Regions from separate parts of the Capra hircus genome. Here region 1 is linked to region 2. The links are chromatin contacts, called in public Hi-C maps. All regions are on one chromosome and are shown on one strand. The core of a region is the stretch at or near the end of the contact, and the rest is flanking DNA. Distances in the headings are between cores, read along the strand shown.

The links. Hi-C and Micro-C count contacts between places; a contact is called where the count stands out from the background.
Region 1: a Hi-C map of blood shows a contact between it and region 2, with 2.2 times the contacts expected there. The contact joins the promoter of PIGV here to the enhancer-like site in region 2. A contact is called at or near these places in 3 of 5 Hi-C or Micro-C datasets (blood and liver).

What each region holds. Positions count from the first base shown.
Region 1 is chr2:9,570,323-9,575,855 of ARS1.2, forward strand. PIGV (GPI mannosyltransferase 2) reads left to right here and starts at 2,272. Exons shown (of 5, transcript XM_018056505.1): 1 at 2,272-2,335; 2 at 3,340-3,424; 3 at 5,110-5,244. The coding sequence starts at 5,167.
Region 2 is chr2:9,408,101-9,413,449 of ARS1.2, forward strand. No RefSeq gene overlaps it. Among named protein-coding and RNA genes, the nearest start is that of RPS6KA1, 48 kb to the left of the region's middle. Within about 2 kb of position 2,226, at least 2 of the 5 cell types and tissues checked have an H3K27ac peak or open chromatin away from gene starts, as enhancers often do.

The DNA of each region.
Region 1 (5,533 bases), core at 1,022-3,521, 160 kb after region 2:
GGTTAAACAAACAGATGTATTCACTAGATCCTTACTGAGAACACACAATATACAAAGTACTAAGTGCTGGAAACACCTTGGTGAACAAGGCCCCCTACCCGCCCCCCCCCCCCCATAGCACTTACATTCCTAAGAGGAATACAGGGTGGTGATTGTGGTGAGGTAGACAGAGAAAGCTTCTCCAAGGAGGTGGCTTTTCAGCTGAGACCTGAAGTGGGTTGGCCAAAGGGCAGCCAGTCGGCAGTGAAGCATTTCAAGCAGAGGAAACAGCAAGAGCATAGTCAGGCAAGTTCAAGAAAGAGAAATGTTCTTTCTTACATTCTAGGATTCTAGAAACAGTGGTGTGCTGCTTACGTTGTTTTAGTCAGAGATCTGTATTATGAAACCGTTTCTTGGTGGTGTGGCATATTTACTTCTTTAGGGAAGTGGCTGAGTGGTGTAGAATCTTTTGGGAGCCCTGGGGTAAGGCTCTGTCTCCCGGGCTCTCCCACAGCACTGGCCGCTCAGCTGGCTCCCTGTGTGGCTGCAGGCTCCATTTTAGCAGCAGACTAACAGCAGACTAAAGAGAGCTGCCTCCTCCACTACTTACTCACAGCCCTGGAGGCCCAGAACCCCTCCCATCCCACCTAAGGCTTCCTCCATTCTGACAAGCCAGAGCCTTGTGAGCACAAGATTCAGCCTCCTTGTTTTCCAGTCGAAGCAGGAGCCAGAAAATGAAACAGGAAACAGAGCGGAAGAGGAGGGGGGTGGGTAGTAGAGAAGGAAGGGAAGGAGAAATTGCAAGAAAGTAGAGCTGAGGAGCTGGACAAAGTTCTGCCTCTGAAGGGTGACAGTTGAGCTTTAAAAACAACATTCTGAATTGTCACAATAGACGCCTCTCCTTTTCACAAGTAGATTTTTGAGAGAATTTGGTGTGTGAACAGAGGGAATCTTAAGAATGCATGTCTTTTTCTATTGTGAATTCAGAAAGGAAGGATAGTTGATTTCTCAGTTTTGTCCTTGCAGACACAGTACTGCTTGGAGCCTCAAAGACTTCTAGAGATTCAAGCAACAACCTTAGGCCTCAGTCACGAGTGTAACCCACAGCTTTGCCGACTCACTCACATGCCTCTGGAGCCGAGAACAAGGGTGTGTCAATGAGAAACCTAGGGTTCTAAGCTTCATTTCCCCCGTCTCCAGCACTCCACGACTACAACGTGATGGATCCACTTTACACACAACAAATATCTGAGGGCAATTTAGGTCTCAGGACCTGAAATGAGCTATAAAGAATCCAAAGATACAGTCGCTGGCCCCCACAGAAGTGCTGTGAGCTGCCTCTCTTTGCCTGGAGAGATAGCAACCACCTCTTTTGTTCCCACCCACAGGAGTAGCTGTGGCGGAAGATAAACCCCTCCCTCAGCCAGGGCTGTGGCCAGAGGCTAACCCAGACCCTAGCTTCGTTTGGAGGGCAGATAACTGAAACCACAAAGGGCTCTGGAATCCTGAGAAACGAGAAATCCACCAACGGAGAAGGATTTATTATCTATTTCCTCTAAGGAGGGTGCAAAGTTGTTCTAACAGTTTCCGTTACAGGGGTACCAACTGGCCGCTCCTCCCTAACAGACGGTTTTGTTGAGTTAGCTTCTTTTTTTTTTGGCCCCACTTCCTACGAGAAAAACGGCTTCAGTGAAGGAGAAAGGAGTCGTGGGGGGCGTTCTCTTAAGTTTCCTTCACCACCCTCATTAGCCACCTGACTTGGGGCTGAGGACTGAAGCAGGACAGAAGGTCCCTAGTAGCCGGAGGAGGGGAAAGTCAGGGGGAACCCCCACTTTCTTCACACCCAAGACGCGGGGTGCCGCTGCTGGCCACAGAAACCCCAAGAAGGCTTTTCTTTCTACTCAAACTACAGCTATTGTGTGCCAGGCCCTGTGCTGAGCTGTTCTTGCCTGACAGCAGGGAAAATGCGGCTCTGGCTTCCGTGAAGGGGCCGCAGGGCAGCCCCCGACTCCGAGGGCCTCGGCCCTCAAGGGAACTTATGGATGTTTGAGGGGTGGTTCGAACTGGGCCAAGAGCACTGACGCTGAGACAGCAGCCCTGGAGGACTAACTGAAGGCGGGGGAAGGGGCTGGCGGAGCGGGGACTCCTCAGGTGTCACCAGGGCTGGCAAGGGTCAAGGCAGAGGGGCGCTGAGTCGCGGGGCTATACCGTCCCCGCCCCGCTCTCCCGGAGTCAACATGGCCGCTGCGGAGGGGGGCGGGGCAGCTCCGACTCCCGGCAGGAGCGGGGCGGGGCCGCCGTCCGCGGAGCAAGTGCGCAGGCGCGCCCGCTCGGAGCCCCGGATGGAGGAGCTAAGGTTCGGGCCCCGCCTGAGAGGTTGAGACCCGCCGGCGCTGGGGACCCGGCGCCAGCCTCGGAGCCTAGGAGTTTTGAGTTGGGGAGGGGGGGAGGGAAATCGTCGAACGGAGGCCGAGGGAAATGAGGCGGAGGCCGCCGAGAAGCGAAGAGCCCCGCCCCTCCGCCATAGCGGCCTCCCAGTGCCGCCTCTTCCTTTACAGCCTCCCGCCCTCCCCTGCCTTCCGGTCGTAGGCCGGGCCAGGCGTCGCCGGCCCCCTCCGGAGTAACCCCTGAGCTGTGGCCCTTTGGGCAGAGGAGATGCCCAATCTCTGCTTGGGACTCTTGTCGAAAAGGAAACGGCTGGAACGGGCTTCGGACCCGGGTGGGAGGGCAGAAGGTGGCCCCTGAAGCCGGCGGCCAGCAAGGCCTCTGGTCCCGAGGACCCTGGGTCCGAACAACACCCCTTGCCCCCGAGGATGTTAGTCTTACCCAGGGCGTCCAGGGCTCCGATTCAGCAGGTTTTCCTGTCTGCTCAGATGGGACCCTCCCTGCCCTAAGCATACAACAGCAGGCGCTGTCACCTGACAAGTACTGAGCTTGGAGTTGGGAAATCCTGGCTCTGAAAGAGCGCATCCGCTTTGGCAGGAGTGAGGGCTGGTGGAAAGACTGATGTTTCGGACAGAAAAAAAAAAAAAAAAAAGACATTCTCCTTAAATATATCCTTGGGTGTGCCTCTTGATACTAGTGAGCCTCAGTTTCCACATCTGTAAAATGGCGATGGTAATTAGGTTCTAATGAGCTCTCTGTGTAAAAACTCTGGAGAGTTTTTATTACTCACTTACCTGGGGCATATTTATCTCAAGGGAAAAGAGAGTAAAACTAGTTGCTCTGTAAGTGTCCTGCCAGTTCAGAGTCTGCTTTCGTAAAGGGGTTGTTGGGAAGTGAGGGCCGCAATTAGCTGAGAGGGAGAGCTCACTGGCTTTATTCTTGTTTTCACTTGGTTTGCCTGCAAACTAAGTGTAGGCTACACGTCTTCTGTGGTCGCTGGGTCTAGAGCTTGAGTCTGGAGAGACGAAAGGAAGAATGGAAGCCTGGTGAAGAGGCAGAGGTGGGTTATGTGCTTTTCTGTTCCCGACTCTTCTGCATGTGGGTGGGAAGTGAAGGAAGGGAAAAAGTGAATTCATCCTAGGATAAAGAACCAGCGGCCGTGTAAGGTTGGCTGTTCTTGTTTCTACGATTCCTCTCGATTCAGCGAGTCAGATATTGGCAATGTTGGGTAGATTGACAAACTACCGCTGTTCTGTGGGGATTTCGAAAGCTTGCCTTTGAACTGAATTTTGATGAGCAAACCGGTGTGGCGTTGGTGGCCCCTCCCTTCCTCCAGGCCTCCTGGTGATGGAGTAATCAACAGGCGCCCCCTTGTGCTGAAGAAAGAGAACTGCTGCTTCTGGAGAAATTGTATTTCTTGTGGCTTCTGTGACTTTGTTTTGCTCTCAACGTGAGATATGGTGGGAGGAGTACTTGGAGCAGAGATTTTGTATCCAGAGCCAGTGAACTGGTGAAGCCATATCCAGTTCCTGCCACTTCCACTAAATCAACATAGGTTTAATGCGAAGCCCTGGAAGGATAGTTGGGAACAAGATAGACAGAGCCCCTGCTCTCATAAACAAATAAACAATAACTATAAAGACAAGGAAGAGGGTAATGAGAGCATATCACATAGTCTAGTGAGGGTCACCGAATTCCAGAAACAAGTGATACTTAAAGGTTTGAGTGGTGTTAAGAAAGGAAAGACTTCCAGCCCTCCCTCTTAATTTTTCTGTTTAAGTACAATATTTTTCCTTTAGGGTTAGTTCTTCACCCCAAGTTGATGAGCTGCCTGTGATGCTCCTGCCCTCCCTTCTGCTTTCTGACTGGTTCTGTAAGAGCCATTGCTACTTCTGTGAACCCAAGGAATTGTGTTTAAAAAAAAAAGAAAGCCGTTAAGTGCATTCCTTCCCTCAGAATGGCTTTGCAGTTGTTTATACATTGCTGCCATTCCAATGAAGAGATGGGAAATAACAGTTTCTCCATCTGTAGTAGTCGACTTTGTCGTCCCTCTCAGTTTGTTTTAGCAATATGAGCTGGCTGAAGTCCTGCTGAGTGGTGGTTTTCTTTTCCTTCTCCACTTAATTTAACAGACCAACTGAACACACATCAGAGAGCTTAACTAGAGTGTGTAGTCATTATGGTCTTCCAGTTCAGTTCTATGCCCCACTTTTGGGACTCTGGTTTGGGACCTAGTTTATTATTCTGGGCAAGAGGGAAAGGGCACACACCAAATAATAGCAACCGCAGTGTAGATTTGGTAGTACTTTTTTCACACTTCAGTCCATTTCGCCATCATGACAATTTCATGAGACAGACAAAAAGAGTCCAATCTCACTTACACCTAGAAAACTGAGGCTGAGAAGAACAAAATGAAAACTTATGAATGAGAAAGTCAGGACTTGAACCCAGGCCTTTAGTTCCCACACAGGGGCTCTCAACAGGCTTTTAAAGGTTTTCTGTGAGCTTAGCTTTCCAGCTTCCTGCCTAGAGGAAGTGTGGAACTTCCCTTATAAGAATACAGTGCTTCAGAGTGACGGGAGGCAGTCCCATCTGCCTTTAAGATGCTTTTTCTTCATCTAGGAGGTTAGGTGGTTAAGTTTGCCATAATAATGCTGAAGCAGGAGGGTGTTTCTATGAAGAATGCTTTCAAGAATTGACTTTCTGCCCGTGTGTAACATTTCCTCCTTGGATTTTGGTGTTTAGAAGCCTGAGGGAGCTCAGCCCTGGCAGCAGGCCCCCTGAGTTCCTGGTGGTGAGAGGATGTGGCCCCTGGACCCATCCCGGAAAGAGGTCCTGGGGTTTGCAGTCAGCTGCCGTGTCCTGACTCTGGCGCTGCAGGTCAGTCTCTGATCTTTTGTCCCGAACATGCCGTTGCCACATGACTGAGCTAGATGCTAAGAATAGGCCTCATCTTTCGGTTTCCCAGATGTGCCCCTCCACGTGTTAAGAACTCTAGAGACCCAGACCACACAGCTGAAAAGTGGACAGGACTCTTAGAAGTGATCTATTAATCTCTTATGTTACACATGAAATGGCTGAGGCCCAGAAAGGTTCAATGGCTTCCTTAAAGTCACAAGACAAGTTAGAAAAGGGCCAGAATCATACCCCAGGTTTCCTTACCCCTGGG
Region 2 (5,349 bases), core at 976-3,475:
TCACCTCTCTGAGCCTCAGGTTCCTCACTTGCTAAATGGGAATCACAGTCTGGGCTCATCTCACAGCTTAACCTAAAGATCAAACGAGCAAGTGAGTTTGCACATGTTTTGGAAGGTAAGAAGTGTAGCTTACACAGCTAAGCTTCTTCTAACTTTTACAAGGTGAGCCTCTATCCCAGCTACCGCCCTCAGGAACTCAGTGGATTTCAGAAGCACACTTCCCAGTCACCAGCATCTTAGCCAGGAACTTTCCTCTCTGAGTGCTGACTCCCTGGGCAAAACCCACTTATAGAAATAACCCAACTTGAGGAATCGAATTGTCAGTCCAGATGTTCCCAAGTGCCAGAGTCACTCTTCCCATTAAGGCTCGAATAACAGTGCCTGAGCTCCCATCCGCTAGGATGCCCATTCCATGAAATATCCCTGTGCGCCTATTAAACAGATCCTTGCTCTGTGGAGGCGCTGGATGCCAGATGTTTCCCAGGCTTCATTTCAGTTGATCCTCATGTGAAGGAGATTTTTTTTTTCCTGGCTGTGCCATATGGCTTGCAGAATCTCAGTTCCGCAACTAGGTATCGAACCCAGCCCCCCTGCAGTGAAAGAGCAGAGGTCTAACCACTGGGCCACTGGGGAAGTCCCCAGAGATATGATTAATTCCATTCCAAGCATGAGAAAATTGAGGCTCGGAGGTTAAGTGATTTGCCCAAGGATACAGCTAAGTGATAGAGCAGAACTCAAACTGAGGTCTGTGTGGTTCTGAAACTGCTCTTAACAGGGTACTGTCCCACCTCTCCGCTTCCAAGAAGCCCAAAATATACTTACTTATCTGGTTATCACTCTTCCCCTTAGCCAGCCATGCGGTCATAAAGGTGCCTACAATATTGGGGTCTGGTCTCAGTTAGAAGATATTGTTAGAAAGTAGTATTTCCCAGCTGGCAAAGGGCAGAAAACAGCTTAGGGAATTTGGGGAGTTTCCTATGGACAGTTTCAGAAGGCAGTGAGTTCCCCATAGCCTGGGCTCAGGCAGAGAACTAATGAGACCTGTCAGGATCTTCGAGAGGATTCCTGTTGCCAGGTGGGGACTTATTTAGATGATTTTACACACTCCCTCTGAGTCAGAGATGCCAGTTCTCAATTGTCGGCACAGGCGTCAAAGTCCCTAATTGTTTCTTGTATTTCACCCACTTACATTTTATGTTTTTCATGGTTATTTCTGGGACAAGCACCCTCAGAGAGAAGGCTGATTTCCCCTAAATGTTAAGCATCCAAACATTTGGTGCCTTGATTAACATATGGATTTAATCCTTGATCTGGCCATTCATTTATTGGCGATGATAGTAGGCATGATTGAGTTCCTGCTTTATACTGAGCACAGTATATACATCACCCCTAATACTCAAAGCAATCTCATGAGGTGGGTATGATCATTTCCATCTTATAACAAGGAAACTGAAGCTAAGAGAGGAAACTTTCCCACTGGTCACCAGCAAGGAGGTTGACTGAGCCAGGCTTTGAGCCCAGGTCTGTTTGGGCCCGGGCTTCCCTGGTGGTTCATCAGTAAAGAATCTGCCTGCAATGCAGGAGCCTCAGAAGACACGGGGTTGATCCCTGGGTTGGGAAGATCCCCTGAAGGAGGGCATGGCAATCCACTCCAGTGTTTGCCTGGAGAATCCCGTGAACAGAGGAACCCGGCGGGCTACAGCCCAGGGGGTCGCAAAGAGTTGTACATGACTGAAGCAACTAAGCAAGCACGCATGCTATTTGGCCCCAAAGCTCATTCTAGGCCACTTTGCTGTACAGCCTACATTTCATCCCACACTGACTTGTAAAATTTCACAGTTAAAAGGGCTCTAAAGGCCTCAACCCAGTCTCCACCCACGACAGGAATCTCCAACAGATGGTTCTCCCGTTTCTACTCAGATACTGCCAGCAATTACGGAGACCCCCCCACCACATCACAAGGCAGTCCCCCGCACGGCAAGAAGGTTCCTCTGCTTTGAACCTAGGTCTTCTGCGTAGCTTCCATTTCTTGAGGGGGTTCCCACTAACTCCAAGGACTCGAGGGAGAAATGACTCAGCAGTAACAGGAGGGAAATCTAAAGGACACCCCCCTCCCCACCCTCAGGGAAGCAGCTGCAGACACAGGGCAAAGATTGTGCTGTCAAGAGACACAGATGTGGAGGTGAGCAGCCTCCCCCGGGCTGTGCAGTGGGCCCTCTAGCCCAACTCATCCCTGAAGGCAGGTGGTGGTGGTGGAAACAGCTGGATCTGCAGTCACACCCCAGCCCCAAGGCTGACCTGCTGTTTGACCTTGGGCGAGTCATTTCACTCCTCTGAGGTTTCCCCAATGGTCAAAGGGGCTGATATGAGTGTTAAAGGAGAGGGTGTGTCTACAGAGTGTCGGTTAAAAGCAAACGTCAAACAGAACGTAGGAAGAAACCCAGAGTCTGGGGTTAAGCACGGACTCCGGTCAGAGCTGTCCTGGTTTTGTTTGTTGTGGCAGTCCAAGCGCGGGTTGGAAAAGAATTTCCAGACACAGAGCATTTTAAAAGCGAGTGAATTTATTAAGAGCAGAGAGCAGAGATAACGAGGGTGCGGTGAGCACAGGGGGTTGACTTCCTGACAGGCCGGCGAGAGTTGACTGAGACGCTGTTAGAACAGGGGGTGACTCAAGGGAGAACTGACGCTTTTCGTGGGTTAATAGCCAATTTTTATAGCCTCAAGACAAAGAAAATTCCTGCTGGAAGGTTGGCATTGTGAAGTGAAAATCGCTCAGTCATGTCCGACTCTTGACAACCCCATGGACTGTAGCCCGCCAGGCTCCTCTGTCCATAGGCATTCTCCAGGCAAGAATACTGGAGTGGGTAGCTGTTCCCTTCTCCCGGGGATCTTCCGAACCTAGGGATCAAACCCAGGTCTCCTGTGTTGCAGGCAGATCCTTTACCATCTGAGGTACCAGGGAAGTTAGGTGACTAGTTAGGGCACTATAGGGTGAGCACTGAGGTGGGCATTTTTGCCTAATATGGGATCCAATATTTTGGCCACCTGATGCGAAGAACTGACTCATTGGAAAAGACCCTGATGCTGGGAAAGATTGAAGGCGGGAGGAGCAGGGGGCAACAGAGGATGAGATGGTTGGATGGACATGAGTTTGAGAAAGTTCCAGGAGCTGGTGAAGGACAGGGAAGCCTGCCGTGCTACAGTCCACGGGGTCGCAAAGAGCCAGACACCACTGAGAGACTGAACTGAACCGAACTGGGGTCAGGAAGCCTACTGGTGATAATCAGGGGGGCTTGTGGCAGCGGTTACAAAGGAGCTCAGTCAGTCCCCAAGACGACCTTGTTTCTAGATGCTGCTTCTGTAGCCTTGGTGCAAGGCCTTGCTCAGTAGCCTTGGGGCAAGACTCCACATGGTTTACTTTTTTTCTTGAAGTATGAGCATTTCTGGGTTAGAATCCAATGTTGACCACTAGTCTGTGTGACCTTGGGCAAGTCATTTAGCCTTTCTGCCTCAATTTCCCCTTCTTTAAAGTGGGAATTAATAGTAGTGGCTACTCTGGTAAAGGTAAAACTAAGCACCGCCTCAGAAGCACTTTTCACAGGGCCTGACACATAGGAAATGCTTAACACGTGTTGCTAACACTACTACCCACTGCCTCCTCCCAGAGCACAGACTCCTCTGCCTCTCTGCCTTTCTGTCTCCAGAGCAGAGATACCAGTCAACTCGCCTGAACATCTTTGTCCTATGAGAAGAAGGAACCCTCTCAAAACGGCTGTCTCTGTCTTTTCCTCTCCTACCTCAGAGCGCCTTTCTGAGTTATAACTCATGTGTGTGACTCAATCTGAAACTTCTTTTTATAAGTAATTTCCTCTGTTTCTCTTCCCTTCTTCCGCTCCACACCCACTCCTCAGGCTGTGGGCTAAATTGAGAAATCAAGGGGCAGATGACACATGTTTGAGCAGAGTCTGAGATCTGCACCTGGGCTGGGCCTGGCGTCACTCACCCATTGCGGAATCTTCTTACCAGAGGACTGGGTCGGGACAGTCATTCCTTCTGTTATTACAAAGCGTTCCAGGTCCCAGACCCTTTGTGTGAGCATCAGGGAGCAACTGACAGGGACTGAATATTCTCACCTGGAGGAGGGAGTAGAGGATTAGAATCCGAAGGCACGAGAGTGAAGTCAGATCTCAACATCAGCCATGACAGGCTGTGTGATCTTGGGCAAGTCACTTGACCTCTCTGAATTTCGTTTTCCTCATTTGCAAACCATCCTCAGAGGGTCATAAGAGTGAAGGCTCTAGCAGAGACTAGGTGCAGAAAATGGTAGCTATGTTGCAAGAATGCTTGATAGAACATTCAGAGCTGAAAGAGACCCTCCAGAACCAGGGGCCTTAACTTGAGGTCCATGGGCTTCCCAGAAACAAGGAAATGATATGTAAAAGGGTGTATGCTTGTGTAGTTTTCTGGGGGAGAAGGTTCAGGGTTTCCATCAGATTTTCAGAGGGGTTTGTGATCCCCTAAAATTGCGCCCAGGGGAGCAGATATTAGACTTTCACTTGACTAGTATGTGGAACAGTGTTCTCATCCCAGCACTTAGTAGACATGCTAGACATGCACTGAAGATGCTAAGACCAGCGCTCCTTGCCTGTCTGGGCGGATAAGTGATTTAGCCAAGGCACAGGCATCTGAGAATGGAAGGAAGCCTACTGCTGGATTGAAACCCTAAATCTCTGACCACAAAGCTGGCCACATTTGTATCAGGAGAGGGCCCCCTCCCCAGGCCTGTGACTTGCCTAAGTTCCCTCTGTTTAGCCAAGACTAGCAGGATCAGCATTGCATAAGAAAGGCCCTGGGGGGACTTCCCTGGTGATCTAGTGGTTAAGAATCCACCTCCAATGCAGGAGATGCAGGTTCAATCCCCTTCGGGGCAACTAAGCCCATATGCCTTGCCGCAACAACTAAGCCTGTGGGCTCTAGAACCCATGCTCTACAACAAGAAAAGCCGGAGCACCACATGCAGCCGGAAAAAAAAATAATAATAATAATGGTAATAAAAAGTTGGAAATCCTCTGGCTGCCCAGTGGTTAGATACCTTCACTGCTGGGGCCCAGGTTCCTTTCCTGGTCAGAGAACTAAGATCCCACAAGTCACACAGTACAGCCAAAAAAACACAAAAAACAAAAAACAACGCCTTGGGGTCACAAGAGCTGAGGTGTTGATACAGCTTATGGCGGTGCAGACAAACTGCCAGCAGCTGGGCAAATCCTTGACTACGACTGGCCCTATTCTATTCTGAGCTGACTCAGGGAGGGAGGTTCCTTTCCTAAACTCCAACACAAGCGGACAGAC